Linked DNA regions of Rattus norvegicus: region 2 is linked to region 1. The links are chromatin contacts, called in public Hi-C maps. All regions are on one chromosome and are shown on one strand. Each heading gives the region's core, a stretch centred on a gene start, on an enhancer-like site or on the middle of the called end of the contact. The rest is flanking DNA. Distances are from core to core; before and after follow the strand shown. Region 1 overlaps Txk (TXK tyrosine kinase). Region 2 holds the start of Nfxl1 (nuclear transcription factor, X-box binding-like 1).

Region 1 (4,251 bases), core at 773-3,272:
CCTGAAGAAGATGCAGGCCAACAATGCCAAGGCAGTGAGTGCACGAGCAGAGGCCATCAAGGCCCTTGTGAAGCCTCAGGCCATCAAGCCCAAGATGCCAAAGGGCTCCAGCTGCAAACTCAGCCGTCTGGCTTTCATCGCTCACCCCACGCTAGGGAAGACAATTTGAAGCTACATGGCCGAGGTTCGTAGGCTCTGCCAACCAAAGCCCAAGGTTCAAACCAAGGAAGAGGCCAAAGCTCCAGCTAAGGCCCAGGCTGCAGCTCCAGCTCAGGCTCCCAAGGGTGCCCAGGCCCCTGTGCAGACCCCATAGAAAAGGCTCCTGCCAGTGTGAAGACAGATGGACTGCTGTGACACACCTACCTACACACTATGTGCAGATGACCAGTGTCCTATGCTGTTTTTACAAATAAACTTGAGACAAGAAAAAAAAAAAAAAAGAAAGAAAGAAACCCAAGACTGTGTAATGTCATGGGAAGTATTTGAGAACTGAAACATTACAAAGCATTCACTTAGTAGGGCAGCAGTCAAACTGTATCTGAATAAGACAGATGTCTACTAGAAGTAAGGGGAAAGCAGGTAAAGAAACCCTCCTATGTGATTCAGAGGAACAAATAGGACAGAAACTTCACACAGGCAGAGACGCATGTGAGTAGAAATGCGTGTTTCTGCTCCTGCATGCTACTTTCTCCACACACCGGTCCCAGGTTAGAAACATGCCACGACCCACGGTAGGACAAGTGGTAGAGGTTTTTAATTCTTTTAAAGTATTTTCAAAAATTTTTCAGCCCTCTTATAAGGTTCCCGAGCTCCTGTGTCTTCCCTTGGAAGAGCATCCTGAGACATGGGAGCTCAGGACATCTCCTGATACCCTTCTCTAACCCTTCTCTTCCCTTGGTAACAGAATCAAGTTTCATGGTTCTCAATATCATCTTTGGGGACTATGCTCAAATTCATGCCCTCTACCCTGCCCTCTCTCCTGAACTCTAGCCTCATGCATTTCCCTGACTACTTAGTCACCTTTAATCTTCTAGTAGGCTTCTCCAATTCAACACCAACACACACGAATGCGCACACACACACCCACCCATGCTTGCCTGCACCTGGAGCTCCCTGCACAACTCTTAGCCAGCTACACTAGAGAAAATCCTCTTAGCAATTACTGTTTTTATAACCCTGTGGAGGAGCATGTGACTCTTATAAATTCCTGGACTCCCGAATCATGTAAGTTTTATCAGCTTCGAAAGTCTTATGAGCAGCGGGGAACATTCTGGTCCCAGGAAATAGCTTTACTGGCTACAAATGTAAATACATCTATCACTTGTCCAACAGTGAGTCATGACACGTCTCTAAGCAGGGACCGATATGTGTGTCGAGAGAGTAACGTGACAGAAGGCAGGAACACACATTTCTACGCACACGTGTTGTCTCTGCCTGTGGGAAGGTTTTCTCCTACTCGCTCAACTGCTCATCTTCAGGAAGTGATTCCTGAGTTCCCAACCAGGGTTGTCTCATTCAAAAAGCCCCTCATCTCCTCATGTCCAGAAAAGATTGTGAGATGGTTTGAACTCGGAGTTGCACATCTCACATTCATTCTTTTCACTTTAATCCAATGCACACTGCTATCCTTCTGTCCTTGGGTAACAGAACTCCCTGATCAGAGAGCACAGGTCGGCCACAGGTGTACCAGGTATGTTGTAATGACAGCAACAACAATAACAACCCAACAGTGTCACTGGGAAGCTGGTGTCCCTGGACAATTGCTGTTTACTGTAACTCCACCCACTTTCATTCTCTTGTAAACAGGTAGGAGAAAGGATGCTTTGATAGGTCACTTGGAGTAAGAGCTTGAAAACTCCCAAAGTCCTAATTGCTCTGTCTCCATGGAGAATGGCTCTAGCTCATCGCTCCGGTTGCTACCTAGTTCTGTTCATTCTGTGTCCCTCTGGGGTAGAACGATGTGCTCTGCACAATAGAACAGTTGAAGTTAGGACATCTGTTTTTGTTCTATGCTGATGCATTGCTGTGCTTCTAAATAAACACTGAACAAATGTTTAGAGAACATTGATTTGAGCCTTCCTGGTCCAAGATCAGATTACAGTGACAAACCACAACCAATCTATTGGCTTGTGTGGGGACAAAGCACCACAGCTAAAGATCACTTATTCAGCACCTACCACCGAGCTGAGCATAATATACTTTCCCTGTCTTTCTCATTAACTGTTTCATTAACTCACACCTCGATCCAATGCCAGAGTACCATTATTTGCAGTTTTATAGGTGAGGACTCCAGAGACATGAGGGTGACATAGTTCATGCATGCCACACAACAGTTAAGTGATTTGCCTGGGTTACACAAATGGCTTGGGCAGAGCTGTGACCCAGGTGCAGGTGTATCTGATTCCAAAGTCCAGGTTCTGTCCGAGACTCCAAGGGGCGGGGCTGTGTGTACATGGGGTGGGGCCTCGTACTCACATCATCACCTTGGCTTCCTCAATGAAATCTTCTTCAGACATGGAGCCTTCATTGATGGCCTTGATGGCGACCCGGATACGTGCTCTCCACTCTCCTAAGTAGACTACCCCAAACTGACCACTTCCGATCTCCTTGACAAAAGTCAACTCAGACGGATCTATTTCCCACTTTTCTAGAAAGGCAAATGACTCATGTTAAAAATGAAGAAAGAATGGTTTAAAAAAAATTTTTTGAGAGAAGATAGGAATTATCCAGTCCTATCTCCTTGTTTTATGTAGATGTTAAAGATATACAGGAGAGAATCTATAACTTAATAGATAATCCAAGACATCAAAGGTTAAAGATTTGCTTACTTGGGGACAAGGCTATAAACATTGAGACTAACAGAACACTATGTTTAATATAGTGGGTTCAACCCCTGTGGGTTGGGGATTTGGCTCAGTGGTAGAGCACTTGCCTAGCAAGCGCAAGGCCCTGGGTTCTGTCCCCAGCTCCGGAAAAAAACAAACAAACAAACAAAAAAAACACCTGTATACTTTTCTAAACAAATTAGACATGGGACCCAAAACAGTGATGTTCCCAGCCTGGTTTTGTTATAGTGTTAAGGTTGGGGTATTTCCTCTTCCTGGGGCCACTTCCGCTTCCTGTTTTAGTTCCTCCTACTATTCTCATTCCACTGCTAAACACCCTTCCTGCCTTGCGTAGCCTCTTCTTAGGAGTGGGTCTAATCATCTACTATCCATGTCCATTGCCAGAATATTAGCCAATGTATACCTAAACGTGTTTGAGGTGAAATCTGTGTTGTTGTATATTTCTCATTTCTCATAAGCAAGCCAGGTAGTGGAGGTGGGGGAATGTTTTAAAAATGATCCCCTTGAAACTGTGAAAGCTTAACATTTTAGCACCTACTTTTTCTACAGCAACACCACCATCTGCTGGAAATTTAGGATAATGCACTTAGCAGAATTATTATTGAAGTAGTCCCCACTCCTGAAGTGAAATGCTGTTGTAAAAGTGACAGGAGAAACCGATTTATGACCTTGACAGTGGCATAGAATTTCTTAATAGAATATCATCACAGAGGAAAATATTAATAAATGACAATTCAATATTTTGTCTGCACATCCGCAGAGATGGTTAAGAGCCCTGGCCACCCCAGCAGAAGACCAGAGTTCAATCTCCAGCACCCACATGCTGGCTCAAAACCATCCTTAGCTCCATTTCATTCAAGGGAACCCAGTTCCCTCCCTCTTCTGGCTTCTGCAGGCATCAAGCATGCATGAAGTCCTGTTACACACATGTAGACAAAACACTCAGACACATGAAATAAAGATAAGTCTTTAAAAGAATGTGTTAAGAACAAATCAACCAGAAAAGGCACAGAATCTAATTTTAAGGGCAAAGATGGTGAGAATTTGATCATAAAAGAGAATATTTAAATGACCACTATACCTATTAAAAGGTGGTCAAAATAACTAATCATGAGGGATCAAAATTAAACCATAAAGAAACACTGCCAGACACTTAACCAGAATGGCTAAAGGGAAGTTTGAGCACGGGGAAAGAGTAGAGCTAGCATTCCTATGCATTGTCGAGAGGGGTAGAACTTGGTATAGATTCCTTGGAAAATTGACTCTGCCTAGTAAATCTCAAACGTCGTGACGAGCCTCTGACTTAACCAAACTACTCTAAGCTATATGTTCAGTGGGGCATAAACGTACATTTATCATCTAAGCATAAACAAGAGCTTCTGTAACAATAGTGTTTATAAGAACA
Region 2 (3,840 bases), core at 558-3,057, 120 kb before region 1:
ATATGATGCTTACTTCAGAAATCTTTGAGAACACGGAAGAAGGAGAGCAGTAAGACAACTCAACATTACAAGGATGGCGTTAATCTCTGGGAATGAACCCTGGCAGGGGTTGGGGGATGTTTTTTTAAAAAAAAAAAAAAAAAGCTGAATTGGGACATATATGTACCTAGCAACATTTGGAGAAATGTCACAAAGTGACCAGGCAGTCTTCTTACCTTATTCCTTCAACACACAGGTCAACTACTCATACAGAGAATGCTTGCTTTCCTGCTACCCACAAAATCCAAGCAAGCTTACCAGCTGGCTCCTAGGTCTCTCAATAGCACACTTCACCTCTATGATAAACTGACCACTGCAAGTGAAATCAACGCAAACTAACTTTCAAGTTACCCTGAGAAACCCCACACAGAGGCTCAATTCTGCTCCTACCAGAAAGGGAGAAATGATGCAATTATACTGTAATCTCAGAAATAAAAATTGTAAAAGTCTTCTGAAAAGCCCATGGCAAACACAAAATGCTTTCAGGGACCATTCTCTTTTATCTAGGTACAGTTAAATACTCTCTACATTGCATTAAAACAAGATCTTGGACCAAAGCTATTGGCAAATTCACGGTGGCAACACCTGATACATCATGGAAAGACATGGAATTTATGAACAGGGATGGGTCAAAAATAACCAATGCGCTTACAGGTCCAAAGAGGTCTCAGACAGTCCAAAAAGTCAGGTAGCCTGGTAAAGACGGCTATCAACAACTAGTCTTGAGGGCAGAGTTAATTAATGAAGAATGGAATTCCCGATCTGCACGTAAATGGGATTCTGAGACCTTAGCCTAGCACAAGGTCTTACTTTACAACAGATGTAAACATTGTAGATTTTAAAAGAAAGCAAACTCTGGCGATCCGTGTACTGAGTTAACCAAATCAGCTGCACACCATTCAGGAAGGTAAGTAACAAAGGCAATACCAATTAAAATGAGGATGCAAGAGATGAGATGGAAATCTGCCTGAATCCGAGAAGATTCCTGATACTAAACTCCCTGAGCAGTTAAAAAGTGAATGAGACTTGAGGGCCCTGGCAGCCAGCGATAAGCTGGGAAGTGACTGGGGAGTTTGGTGGGGCGGAGGGGACCTGAGCCATCCTCACCTGAGCCATCCTCACCGCCGACCCACAGGGGCTGCGGGGCTTCGCCTCCAGCAGAGCGCTGCTTGTGACCCGCAGGGCCCGGAGTTGCTGCTCTCCTCGGGCCGGGGGCCGAGGGCACCGCGCCCCCAGACCCTTTGGCTCGCCCTCCCCCTGCGCCGCTAAGAGGGACTCCATTTCCTGAGAGGGGCACTGCGGTACCCCTTCCTCGGGCTCGGCCTCGGCCAGCGGCCACCTGGCGCCAGGAAGCGTCCATCCCTGCAGAGAAGAGATAAAGGAGGAGAAGGAGCGTGAGCGACCGCGAAGTCGAGGCTGGATGCGGACCGACCGCGCGACACGGAAACCGGGTCTGAGGAGGTCGCGGCCCTGTGTCTCCCGAGGGCCAGTCCCCGCCAAACCCAGGCTGGAGCGACGAGCGGGGAGGAAAAGGACGGGGGCCAGAAATGAACCACCGACCCACGAGGAGCCCACCCGGGACAGGAAAAGCCCAGCCACGGGAAATCCTCGTCACCCTCAGGAGAAGTGCGGTGGGCACCGAAACGCTGACTGACCGTGACGCCGCGGCCGGGAACCAACTGCTGAAGTGGACCGCACCGAAAGCTACGTCTCCTTACCGACGGCGCCCACCGCCAGCGACTACAACTCCCAGAAGCCTCTGCCCGCGGACCGTAGAATGCGTGGCAGCGCGGCCGCTTATGGGGAAGAAGCTAAGAAATTCTCAGCGCGCATGCGCCTATGCGGTTGCTCTCGACCTTTGGAAACTATATTTCCCAGAGTGCTCTGGAGCTCGTGAAACGTAGACACCTTCATTGGTGGGCGTGTCGGGGAGCGAGCTCTCAAGTCTCCCTTTAGCAGCTGCTCCCCGGAAATACCGGATATGTCAGGATTCAGTCAGAGAGGACAAAACTGACATAAAGTTATTTTCGCCATAGTTTCCTGCTTGCAGGTAGCGGCAAATCCTCATTCAGGAAGTTCTTAGAAAACAGAGGACGCTATGGGGAACAGGGTCAGGAAAGCCCCAGGAGCATTGTAGGAAAAGTGACTTGAGTGGAGAAAATTCAACTCCCAATGAAATCCACCCCTAGTATTACCTCCTTTTATACTTTAAAACAAGCTTTCCTTTGGAGACTGCTTATTTTCCCTTCAAAACTGCTTTCTCAAGTAGATTCATTAAGGAAAATATCTGAGAACCAACAGCTAACCTGTACGTATAGGTTGCAGAAGTTCATTCAGTGGTCTCTTGGGAAATGAGTCGAATTTTGGTTGATACTTGAAAATTATACATTCTTTAAACTACCATTCAGCTTAGTTAATTCCCCAACATTTACAACAATTATATTTAGCTGCCATTTAATGTGTCTGGGAGTGTACAAAATGTTTACACATGTTATATTGAAAGACCCACCCCATGAGTCTTAACTCAGAGCTGCAACAGGCTTGAACGAGCCCAGGCACGCCCAGATACCTAGGGCCGAGTCACCATTAAAACTAACAGACCAGGGGCTGGGGATTTAGCTCAGTGGTAGAGCGCTTACCTAGGAAGCGCAAGGCCCTGGGTTCGGTCCCCAGCTCCGAAAAAAAGAACCAAAAAAAAAAAAAAAAAACAAAAAAAAACTAACAGAACATAAAAGGAAAGGAATACAGAACAGACTAGGAGTACCGGATCTGGCAGGAAGGGATAAGCCCCCAGCCCCCGACATTCAGGACTCTTTTACCATGTTACAACCTCATTCGAATATGATTCAAACCTGCCAATGTGTGTAGCTATACCTTATTACCTCATCATGTGAAATAACCAATCATATGTGAACATGTCTATATGCCTCGTTTAAATCCACCAATCCCCATAACTATGCATCTGCTTCTGTACGCCCGCTTCTGCTTCCCCAAACCCTATAAAAGCCCCATGCTGGAGCTGCTGGGCGAGCAAGTCCTCCGAAGAGACTGTGTGCCCGCAGGTACCTGTGTTTTCCAATAAACCCTCTTGCTGATTGCATCCGAGTGGCCTCGGCTCGGTCACTGGGCGCTTGGGGGTCTCCTCCTGAGGGAAAGGTCCTCTCCAGAGGTCTTTCAATATTTGCACATATATAAAGTTTTACATATATAATTTATTGAGATGAGGATTTTTTTTTTTTTTAGTATTATCTAGGAGCTCATGATCCTCTCACCACAGCCTTCAAAGTTGGTGCTCCAGGTCTTCACCACCATGCCCACTGTGGTAATAAATTTTGTACTCAAAATAACCTTATTTATCATTCTACTTTTACCACTGGGAAAACTGAAGCATAGAGAGGAAACTAAGCTTTAATTCTATCATGTTTTTAATTTCTTACATGTAGGTATTACATCATGGCCTGTACTTTAACCAAAATCAGTAAATGTCCAGGGAATAGTGAGTCGACAGACGATTAGGAGACCCTCAAAGAACCTTGGTGTGTAGCACAGATCTGTGTCAGCACATTGTCCACATCTCCGTACTGAACCTTCATGCGAACACATTTCCTCCATCCCTCCAAACAATATTAACTATTCTGATATTTATTGAAAGTTTCATACAAGCATTCCTTTAATTACCTGCTTAGTAGCATATGGAGTCTTATCACTGAAACCAATTTTTAATAAATAAATAACACAAAAAATCTTTCTCGACACTGTAGCAGAACCTGGGTTGCAAGTAGGTAGACTGACTCGTGGCCT

Evidence for each region. Hi-C and Micro-C count contacts between places; a contact is called where the count stands out from the background.
Region 2: a Hi-C map of liver shows a contact between it and region 1, with 4 times the contacts expected there. The contact joins the promoter of Nfxl1 here to the enhancer-like site in region 1. A contact is called at or near these places in 6 of 12 Hi-C or Micro-C datasets (the A7r5 cell line, Schwann cells, hepatocytes and 2 more).

The regions. Positions count from the first base shown.
Region 1 is chr14:35,857,757-35,862,007 of GRCr8, reverse strand. Txk (TXK tyrosine kinase) reads right to left here. Exons shown (of 15, transcript NM_001024255.1): 10 at 2,476-2,647. Among named protein-coding and RNA genes, the nearest start is that of Txk, 42 kb to the right of the region's middle. Within about 2 kb of position 2,022, at least 7 of the 93 cell types and tissues checked have an H3K27ac peak or open chromatin away from gene starts, as enhancers often do. A contact at or near this core is called in liver, where this site is marked.
Region 2 is chr14:35,978,050-35,981,889 of GRCr8, reverse strand. Nfxl1 (nuclear transcription factor, X-box binding-like 1) reads right to left here and starts at 1,807. Exons shown (of 23, transcript NM_001170438.3): 1 at 1,695-1,807; 2 at 1,147-1,401. The coding sequence starts at 1,399.